Regions from separate parts of the Sus scrofa genome. Here all the other regions are linked to region 3. Evidence: chromatin contacts called from public Hi-C data. All regions are on one chromosome and are shown on one strand. Each heading gives the region's core, a stretch centred on a gene start, on an enhancer-like site or on the middle of the called end of the contact. The rest is flanking DNA. Distances are from core to core; before and after follow the strand shown. Region 1 holds the start of NUCB1 (nucleobindin 1). Region 2 has its middle 18 kb from the start of FGF21. Region 3 holds the start of HSD17B14 (17-beta-hydroxysteroid dehydrogenase 14).

Region 1 (2,945 bases), core at 373-2,872, 43 kb before region 3:
GGCAACGCCGGATCCTTAACCCACTGAGAGAGGCCAGGGATCAAACCCACATCCCCATGGATCCTAGTCGGGTTCGTTAACCTCTGAGCCACGAAGGGAACTCCCTGCCTGGAATATTCTTCCACACTCTTCAGATCTCACCCCAAGTGACCATACCTTCACCTTGACCATCACTCCTGGTGTCCATTCTCAGAGGGCCCAGCTATTTGCCTTCCCAGCGAGCTAGGGTGGTCTGTGAGGGCATGGGGCACTGTGCCTGGCTCAGAGAAGGTGCTCAAGAAATGTGTGGAAAGAATGAAGGGAGAGAGGATACCAGCTTCCCGTCTGTGTCTGCAACGATTTCACAGAGCAAAGGTCTCACTAGTTGGGTGGGGACCTGCCACCCAAGAGCATGGCACGATCTGTTCCAGAGATAGTGATGTGCCCATTCCTAGTGGCAGCTATAGGAGTCACAAGTGAGGGTACTGGCCTTGAGGATCTTTAAAGTTCCAAATTCCCTAAGACCAAAGGTTTCACACTGTTTAATAAACACACGTTGGAATAAATGAGCAGTGTACATGCCCATCATAATTTAAACTACAACTCCCATGAGTACCATGAGGCCAGTTAGCTAACACCACCTGCTCAAGGTGCTATTGGGAAATGTAGTTCTCCCCCCTCCCCATTCCTTCTTGAGGGGAGGGCGTCTTAAAAGAGCGGAGAGGTTTTTTTTACTAAGGGTGATGCAGATTTTTCACCTAAAATCTAAACTGATTTTCTAAGTCAGGGACTTAGGCATCTCACACAGACACACACACAACCGCCCCCATGTTTTTCACCACGTCAAAGCCCTGGGACTGCAAAGAGTGGCTGGGAAACTCCAAGCCGCATCCGTAGCCACCCAGAGGCCACGGTGGGGGAGCGAGAATTGTAGTACCACTGCAAACACCTGGCTGGCAAGCAGGGCAGGGCCACTCACGGGGCTCTCGGTCGCGGGATTCTCCTCCTTGGACGCCCCCCGGTCCAGGGGCACGGCCAGAACAGCGTGCAGCAGCAGCAGAGGTGGCAGGAGTAGGAGGGCTGTAAGGGTCCCATAGGGTGGCATGGCTGCGTGGTCTGCGGGGAACGGAGAGGTGGAAAATGTCTGTCCCAAGCCTCCTCCTCCCCTAGACCCGGGAGTCTGGACCCCCAGCGCCGCTCCCTGCCTTCCTTCCAAGAGTCAAGACTCAAAGCTTCTCCTTTCCTCGGACCCAGGATTCCGAGGTCCCAGCCTTCCCCTCCTCAGACCCAGGCGTCCTGGCTTCCGGCATCCTCTTCGCTGAGACTCAGGAGTTTGGGATCTCAATCCCCTTTCCCCAGACCCAAAGGTCCAGGCCCCCAGCCTCCTCTCTTCCCAGGATCTAGAGGCACTGGTGCCCAGCCCGTCTTCCTCCGAAACTCTGGTCCCCCGCCTCCCTTGTCCCCAAGACCCAAGAAAGCGTCTAGGATCCTTCAAGCCCCTCACCTCTCCTTCGCTGCAGAGGGCGTTTTCCCGAGCCAGGACCTCCGGTGCGTTCTTGGTGATTTCCCCCCTAGGCCGTGCCCACTTTCCCGCAGAGGACCCGCCCTCAGCAGCCTGATTGGTCCACGCTGGCGCCAGGTTCCCGGGGGCAGCTGTCTAGCGGCCCCGCCCCTGTGGAAGTCGCTGGCCTTTTCTCGAAAGCCTAGGCTTCTGGCTCGGAAGCCCTACCTCTTGACGTCACATTTCCTGCTTTTTAGGCCAAAGAACGGAGATTTTCAAAGAGAACTACAACGCCCTGCGGGCGGGACGAAAAGGAGTCCACTTTGGCGGACATTTTGGCCCCTCTGCCTCATGGGAGTTGTAGTTTTCTCATTTATTTTCTCCCCGAGAATTGGCTGTAAATTACAGATAGGTAGTAACTGGCAGAGGTCACGTTGTACGTTTCTTTTCTAAGAGAGGCGCGTAGAGCGAGTCTGCGACACAACCTCTGTCAGGTCCCTTTAAGGAACACCTGCATGCGTTTCCAATTCAGAACCCCTGGCGCAGGGTTGCCTAGTTGCAGCAAAGACCCAGAGTCATTGCTTTGTTAGAAGTGGAGGGTGGGGAGCCAGGAGGGAAGGGATTAGGGCAGGTCTCAGTGGGAATCCCCCTCCCACCTCCTGAGCCCTCTTTTTTCCCCTGCTTACTTCCTAGAGACCCAGAGATTAGCTCCATTAGCTCCCCGGCTCCCAAAGACAGGGTCAGGTATGTTCAGAAATTTGCCTGAGGGGCAAGACGCTGAAGTGCAAAAGTGAAAAGCCTCACCAGGCAGGAGAGGAACAGAGGGAGTCTCCAGGATCCCAGGCAGGTGGGTGCAGGGGGTCTGGGGTCACTGGGGGTGGGGTGTTTCGAGCCAAAGAGTCCTGAGTTCCCATGCCCGGGTATAGGAGATAGTTATTTGGGGAAGAGAAAACTGGAATCCTGGGTTGCTGATAGTGATGACAGCTGGAATCAGGCTGCCGGGTCCCTAACAAATGTTGGTGCTGGACTTGTGGCTACCTGGGTCCAGGAGAAAATTTAAAATTTAAGATCAGGTGTTGGAAGACAGAGTTGGGATGTTGGGTCTGACTGCTTGTTTTGCTTCTCCAGAATGTCTCAGGAGAATAGTACATGGAAGAGAAAGTAAGTGGGAAAATGGAATGGACAGGGGTGGAGATGGGGGTGCAAGAGGGAACTCAGAGTTTGAGCATGCCCACACCCACTCAGCTCTTCACCAGCCTTGCAGGAAGGAGCTAGGGGCCTGGACTTCTGGGTCCTACCTAAAGGGAGGGAGCTACAGATGAAGCCTCCTGGGTCTGAGAGAGGAAGTGGGGGGGCTTGGAGCCCAGAGACAGGAGGGGCCTGGGATGTCTGAGTCCTGGATTCTAGACAGGTCAGTGCTTCAAGAAAGAGCTTCAGAACTGGTGGGGGCCGTTGTGGCTCAGTG
Region 2 (2,700 bases), core at 80-2,579, 43 kb after region 3:
GGCCATAAAATTAAAGAGAGAGGAGATAATAAATGGAGCAGAGCCCGACTGGACGAGGTTTGTCTTAAAATTGGAGCCCTATGGGAGTTCCCGTCGTGGCGCAGTGGTTAACGAATCCGACTAGGAACCATGAGGTTGCGGGTTCGATCTCTGGCCCCGCTCAGTGAGTTAAGGACCCGGCATTGCTGTGGCTGTGGCGTAGGCTGGCAGCTGCAGCTCCCATTAGACCCCTAGCCTGGGAACCTCCATATGCCGTGGGAGCGGCCCAAGAAATGGCAAAAAGACAAAAAAAAAAAAAAAAAAATTGGAGTCCTGTGGCCACAAGCCACGGAGTGCTGGTAACCATTAAAAGCCGGAGGAGGCTAAGGAACAGATTCTTCCCAGAAGAGCCTCCAGAGGGAGCATCGCCCTGCCCATACCTTGATTTCAATCCGAGATTCAGCGATTGGACTTCTAACCTCCGGAACTGTGAGAGAATATTTTTTGTGTGTGTTATTTCAAGGCACCTAACGAATCGTAATTTGGTCCAGCAACCTTAGGGAACTAATATGCTATACATTTCAGTTTTATTTATGTATGGTGTATTTCTGTGATATGTCAAGATAAAAAGTTTAAAAATTAACTGAACAGCTTTCCCTTTTCTTTCATTGACAAAAGTAATGTTGACAGTTCTGGTGATAAGCCACATGGATTTCAACCCCCACCCCCGCCGGTTGAACTTTTTCCTGCTCTTTCAAAATAATAACTCTCTAATTGACAGCCCTAACTTGCCTAGTTAAAGCTGCCACCTGCTAGCTTGAGGCCGTGAAAGGGCAAAATGAATCAAACAGGCAGAATATCTGGTAGAGCCGGCTTCATTGATTGAAGAACAGGTTTTAACATTTCTGCATCAGGGATGCCTCTTATAATTCGTAGGGACTTACGAGTTTTCATTGCCTGCATGTGTGTGGACATCAAAAGTTCCAGCTTCGCAGTTTGCCGGGTGGAGATCAGAAACTTGGGGGAAAGGAATCCCAGAAGCAATACTGAAGCGTACCTTTGATGCCCCGGGAAGCAGGGTTGTGGGGATGGATCGAGAATCAGATGTGATACAGGTTAGCAGCAAACACAAGTCTAACCCCAATTTAGGGAGTCTTTAGCAGAGAGAGTTGTGGTTGAAGAGTGGTGTGAGCTAATAGGTTGAGAAAGTTCTCCTCAAGGAGGTAACATTTGAACTGTGACGTGATGGAGAGGAATTCTCCAGGCAGAAGAATGTTGGTGATGGAGATAAGCTGAGCCCCATGAATTTGTGGTCCACGGCCATAGTGCCTGTGGAGAGACTACATTTCCCAGCCTTCCTTGCATGGAGGTTGGGTCATGTGACTGGTTCTGGCCAATGGAATACAAGCAAGGAAGCTCTGCTCCACTTCCAGGCCTGGTTTCTAAAAAGCTCTCATTGGGTCCATCTCTCCCTTCTCCACCTGCTGATTGGATATGGATGCTAGTGTATTCGTTATCTATTGCTGTGTAATGAATCCGCCCCCACAAAAAAATGTGTCACAGCTTAAAATAACAAATACTGATTACCTCACATAGTTTCTGAAGGCCAGGAATTCAGAACAGCTTTAGCTGGGGGGATTCTGACTCAGGGTCTCTCATGAGGTTTCCATCAAGCTCTCAGGCAGGGCTGCAGTCCTCTGAAGCCTCAGTGGGGCTTCAGGAGTCAGTTCTAAGATCGCTCACATGGCTGTTGGCTGGGGGATTCTGTTCTCTGTCTGATGGTGTCTCCTTAGGCTGCTGGGGGGTCCCCAAGGCATAGCAGCTAGGGTAAGAGGGAAGAACAAATATGATTCCATACTGGATACATTTCTTTTTTTTTTTTTTTTTTTTTTTTTGTCTTTTTGCTATTTCTTGGGCTGCTCCCACGGCATATGGAGGTTCCCAGGTTAGGGGTCCAATTGGAGCTGCAGCCACCGGCCTACACCAGAGCCACAGAAACGCGGGATCAGAGCCGCGTCTGCAACCTACACCACAGCTCATGGCAACACCAGATCGTTAACCCACTGAGCAAGGGCAGGGACCGAACCCGCAACCTCATGGTTCCTAGTCGGATTCGTTAACCACTGCGCCACAACGGGAACTCCTGGATACATTTCTTTAACTTTGGCTTTCTATTGCTTTCGATACAAGTTAATCACTAAAGGGATGTTACCTATAAGCTTAAATTTTACATACTGGCCCATTTCTGGGAACCCTGTCTTCCAGGTAATGGGCATTAAGCTACCTTTGTTTAATGAGTTCCTGTTGTGGCTCAGTGGCTTACGAACCTAACTAGTATCCATGAGGATGCAGGGTCGATCCCTGGCCTCTCTTAGTGGGTTAAAGGTCTGGCGTTGCTGTGAGCTGCAGGGTAGGTCACAGATACGGCCTGGATCCTGCATTGCTGTGGCTGTGGTGTAAGAGCAGCTGCAGCTCTGATTCGACCCCTAGCCTGGGAACTTCCATATGGCCCAGATGCAGCCCTAAAAAAAAAAAAAGAGACAGCACAGCTGCCGTTAGCCTGGCGTCCTGCCCTTCTTCCGCTCTGCTGATTGGACTTGACATGAACAAGAAAAAAAATTATCAGTTGCCTAAATCACTGATATCTCAGAGCTTATCTTCCTCAGTGCTTTCACTAATTGCAGGGATCAATTGCCAAACGGACAAATGCGGAATTTCAAA
Region 3 (2,882 bases), core at 45-2,544:
TCTCTTCGCTAAGCTCCTTCACTTCATCCTCAAAATGAGGACGTGAGGGCTTCCTGGGGGAGGAATTCTAATGCTCCAATTCCTTTGCAGCCTGCCCTGGGACACTCAGGAGCCAGAAATGGCTCAGAAGCTCTGGGTCCTGGAGCAGGTAAGGAATTGGAGATCCAAACTAGAAGCAAGAAAGTCAACAAAAGGGTGAGGAGTAGCATTAAGTATTAATGTCTCCTGAGTACTCTTGAGTACCAGGGTATGGATGGCAGAACATTTCAGAGACGCTTGAATTCCTGGGGAATGAGAAAGCCCTAGTTCACAGCGGTTCCACCGTTGCTGTCAAACTCTGCTCCTCTGTCGGGAAGTTTTCGGGCAATTGGACTACAGATCCCATAATGCACGCAGACTTAAAAAGAGGGTCTCGCCCTGTTCAAAATCCTTTAGAGCCATATGCTAGGGACTACAACTCCCAGAAGGACACGCTCTGCACCGTGGTCCTCACCTTACAGGCAAATTATTCAAGGCCACCCCTGCATCTTCTTTTTTCTAGTCCGAGGAACACGACCCCTTATTTACCAACATCTGAGGGTCACCGGGAGCGAGTTCTCAGCCTCTCTCAAGCCTTGGCTGCTGAGGCGTCACAGTGGCACCGAATGATGACAGGTGAGAATGGGCTGGGGACCTTGGGCTCCTGGGTGTTAGGGAAGAGGGAGTCTGGAGGCCCGGAATCCTAGGTCCTGGTGGGGAGGGGGGTCCGACGACCGCCAGAAACCCTCTGCCTTGGTAAAGAAAGAGCTGGACAGGGCTTGGGGGTTCCAGACCCCAGTAGGAGGGGACTGGATCCCAGGACTGCCGTGTCTGGGGAGGAGAGGACGGGGAGCCTGGACTCCTAGGTTTGAGAGGAAAGTCCTGGGTGTCGGGACTTCTGGGTCCCAAAGTTTGCCATTCTCGTTCTCCGTCCGTCCTCTCCAGGTGGCAGTTTGGACTCTCGAGGAGACCCTCTTCCCCCTGCGTCGCCACCTCCGTCAGATCCCACGCCCTGCGTGTCCTCGCCCCCAAGATCTCCTCCAGTGGCCAGTTCCCACTCCACGGGGTTCTCCCACCGAGGGACTGGGCGCGACGCAGGCCCGGCCTCTTGGGAGCCGACCTGGGATTCCGGGACCGCCCCTCCCGCGCTAACCCCAGACGAGGAGGCGTGGCCTCTGAGAGTCACGCTGCTACAGTCCAGCTTCTGACCCGCCCAAGCAGGGCAGCCAATCAGAGCTGGAGGGCGTGTCCCGGAGGTACTTCCGGGACAGATGGAGCCTCTTCCCTCACCTGAGGGCGTGATCTGGTCCCCTCCCGGTGGCCGAGGAGTGGCTACTTTGGCCAAAGTTTGATTTTCCCAATACTTGTCCAAATTTGGATTAAAACATTGAACTCTTAGTCGATAACTTTCTGTCTGTTTGGAGTTGTGACACCGGTGTCTCGAAGAGGTAGAGCTGGAGTGGTGAACTCCTGGGTCCCGCGGGAGGAGGGGACAGCGGACTCAGCTTTGTGTGTCAGAGGAACGGGGGGAGCTCGAGGTCTGGATTACTGAGTCTGAGGGAGGAGGGGGCCGGCGACCTGGATTCCTGGGTCTGAAGGAAGAGAGGACCCGGGACCTGGACTTTGGAGTCCAAGGTCCGGCAGAGGGGGCCGGACTCCAGGAATCCCGAGTTTGAGGGTTGGGGGACCGGCCTCCTGGGTCTGAGGGAGGAGGGGGCTGGGGCCAAGTTCCAGGCTTCTGGCTTTCCTGGCAACGCCCCCGGGGCCGGGCTTCAGGATCCAGCCCCTATTTATGGTTCGACCCCAAGACCTCACCGGACTTCAGAGGGGGATAGAAGCCTCGAGTGAGTGTGAGTGAGTGGCCGAAGGAGACCTTCTGACGCGGGATGGCAACGGGAACGCGCTATGCCGGGAAGGTGGTAATCGTGACGGGGGGCGGGCGCGGCATCGGAGCTGGGATCGTCCGAGCCTTCGGTGAGTGGGGTCTGGTCGGCTCTGAACAGTGGAGTCTGGGAGCGGAGGGACCCGGGGGCTAATGGGTGTGGGACGAAGTATCTTCTGTACTGGAATCTAGATTCTTGTCTCGTAAAATCCAATTTGCAAAGTTAACGAAGGGAAGGCAGAGGTGGCCTGGGGCCTGAGATTGCGGCGGATTTTCAAATGCCATTGACTCCCTTTCTCTGGGTCTCAGCTATTGCTACAGAATGGGGGGCCGGGGGTGGTGGTTGAAGGAATATGTCTTTTGGAGGTTTAGGGTTTACTCTAGAACCCAGGGATGGAGACTCAGGAGCCCCAGAAGTCACCTGGAATAGCCAAGGAGAAGGCTAGGCTTCTGCCTTTTGCCCTACGGGATCATCATGAGACTTTGGGGTCACGAGGGGAACAGAGCTGGGGCGGTGGTGGGGGGGGAACGGCCCTGTTCCGGGTGGCCACAGAGGGCAGCAGAGATCTTCACCAAGGTCTCTGCAGGGCTAACCTATTCCCTGTCTATTCGCAGTGGAAAGTGGCGCCCAGGTGGTGATCTGTGACAAAGACGGTGAGTGAGGGTCCCCCAGTCCTCAGCCCACTGCCTCCTCCCTTAGATTCAAGAAGAATACAGGCCCCAGCACCCTCCTCCCTCAGACCCAGGATCCAGCCCCAGCCCTCCTCCCTCAGACCCAGGATCCTGGGCCCCCAGCCCCTCCTCTCTGAGACCCAGGCTCCAGCCCCCAGCCCTTCTCTTCCTGCAGAGTCCACTGGTCGGACCCTGGAGCAGGAGCTGCCTGGGTCTGTCTTTGTCCTCTGTGACGTGACTCAAGAGGATGATGTGAAGGTGAGCGCGTAGTTTCTGTCCCTCCCCGTCCCCCTCAATCTCCAATCGTTCT

Evidence for each region. Hi-C and Micro-C count contacts between places; a contact is called where the count stands out from the background.
Region 1: a contact with region 3 is called in a Hi-C map of liver, with 1.6 times the contacts expected there. The contact joins the promoter of NUCB1 here to the promoter of HSD17B14 in region 3. A contact is called at or near these places in 15 of 47 Hi-C or Micro-C datasets (blood, embryonic fibroblasts, epiblast stem cells and 7 more) and 2 of 2 datasets of contacts at active chromatin or transcription factors (alveolar macrophages and skeletal muscle).
Region 2: a Hi-C map of liver shows a contact between it and region 3, with 1.9 times the contacts expected there. The contact joins the enhancer-like site here to the promoter of HSD17B14 in region 3. A contact is called at or near these places in 6 of 47 Hi-C or Micro-C datasets (embryonic fibroblasts, fetal heart ventricle, fetal liver and 2 more) and 1 of 2 datasets of contacts at active chromatin or transcription factors (alveolar macrophages).

The regions. Positions count from the first base shown.
Region 1 is chr6:54,185,831-54,188,775 of Sscrofa11.1, reverse strand. It overlaps NUCB1 (nucleobindin 1), which reads right to left and starts at 1,622. Exons shown (of 13, transcript NM_001244488.1): 1 at 1,484-1,622; 2 at 959-1,095. The coding sequence starts at 1,084.
Region 2 is chr6:54,099,565-54,102,264 of Sscrofa11.1, reverse strand. No RefSeq gene overlaps it. Among named protein-coding and RNA genes, the nearest start is that of FGF21, 18 kb to the right of the region's middle. Within about 2 kb of position 1,329, at least 14 of the 83 cell types and tissues checked have an H3K27ac peak or open chromatin away from gene starts, as enhancers often do. A contact at or near this core is called in fetal liver and liver, where this site is marked.
Region 3 is chr6:54,142,555-54,145,436 of Sscrofa11.1, reverse strand. HSD17B14 (17-beta-hydroxysteroid dehydrogenase 14) reads left to right here and starts at 1,294. Exons shown (of 10, transcript XM_021094705.1): 1 at 1,294-1,466; 2 at 1,827-1,992; 3 at 2,516-2,554; 4 at 2,748-2,830. The coding sequence starts at 1,905. It overlaps PLEKHA4 (pleckstrin homology domain-containing family A member 4), which reads left to right. Exons shown (of 21, transcript XM_013998606.2): 18 at 91-109; 19 at 112-148; 20 at 542-654; 21 at 964-1,421. The coding sequence ends at 1,226.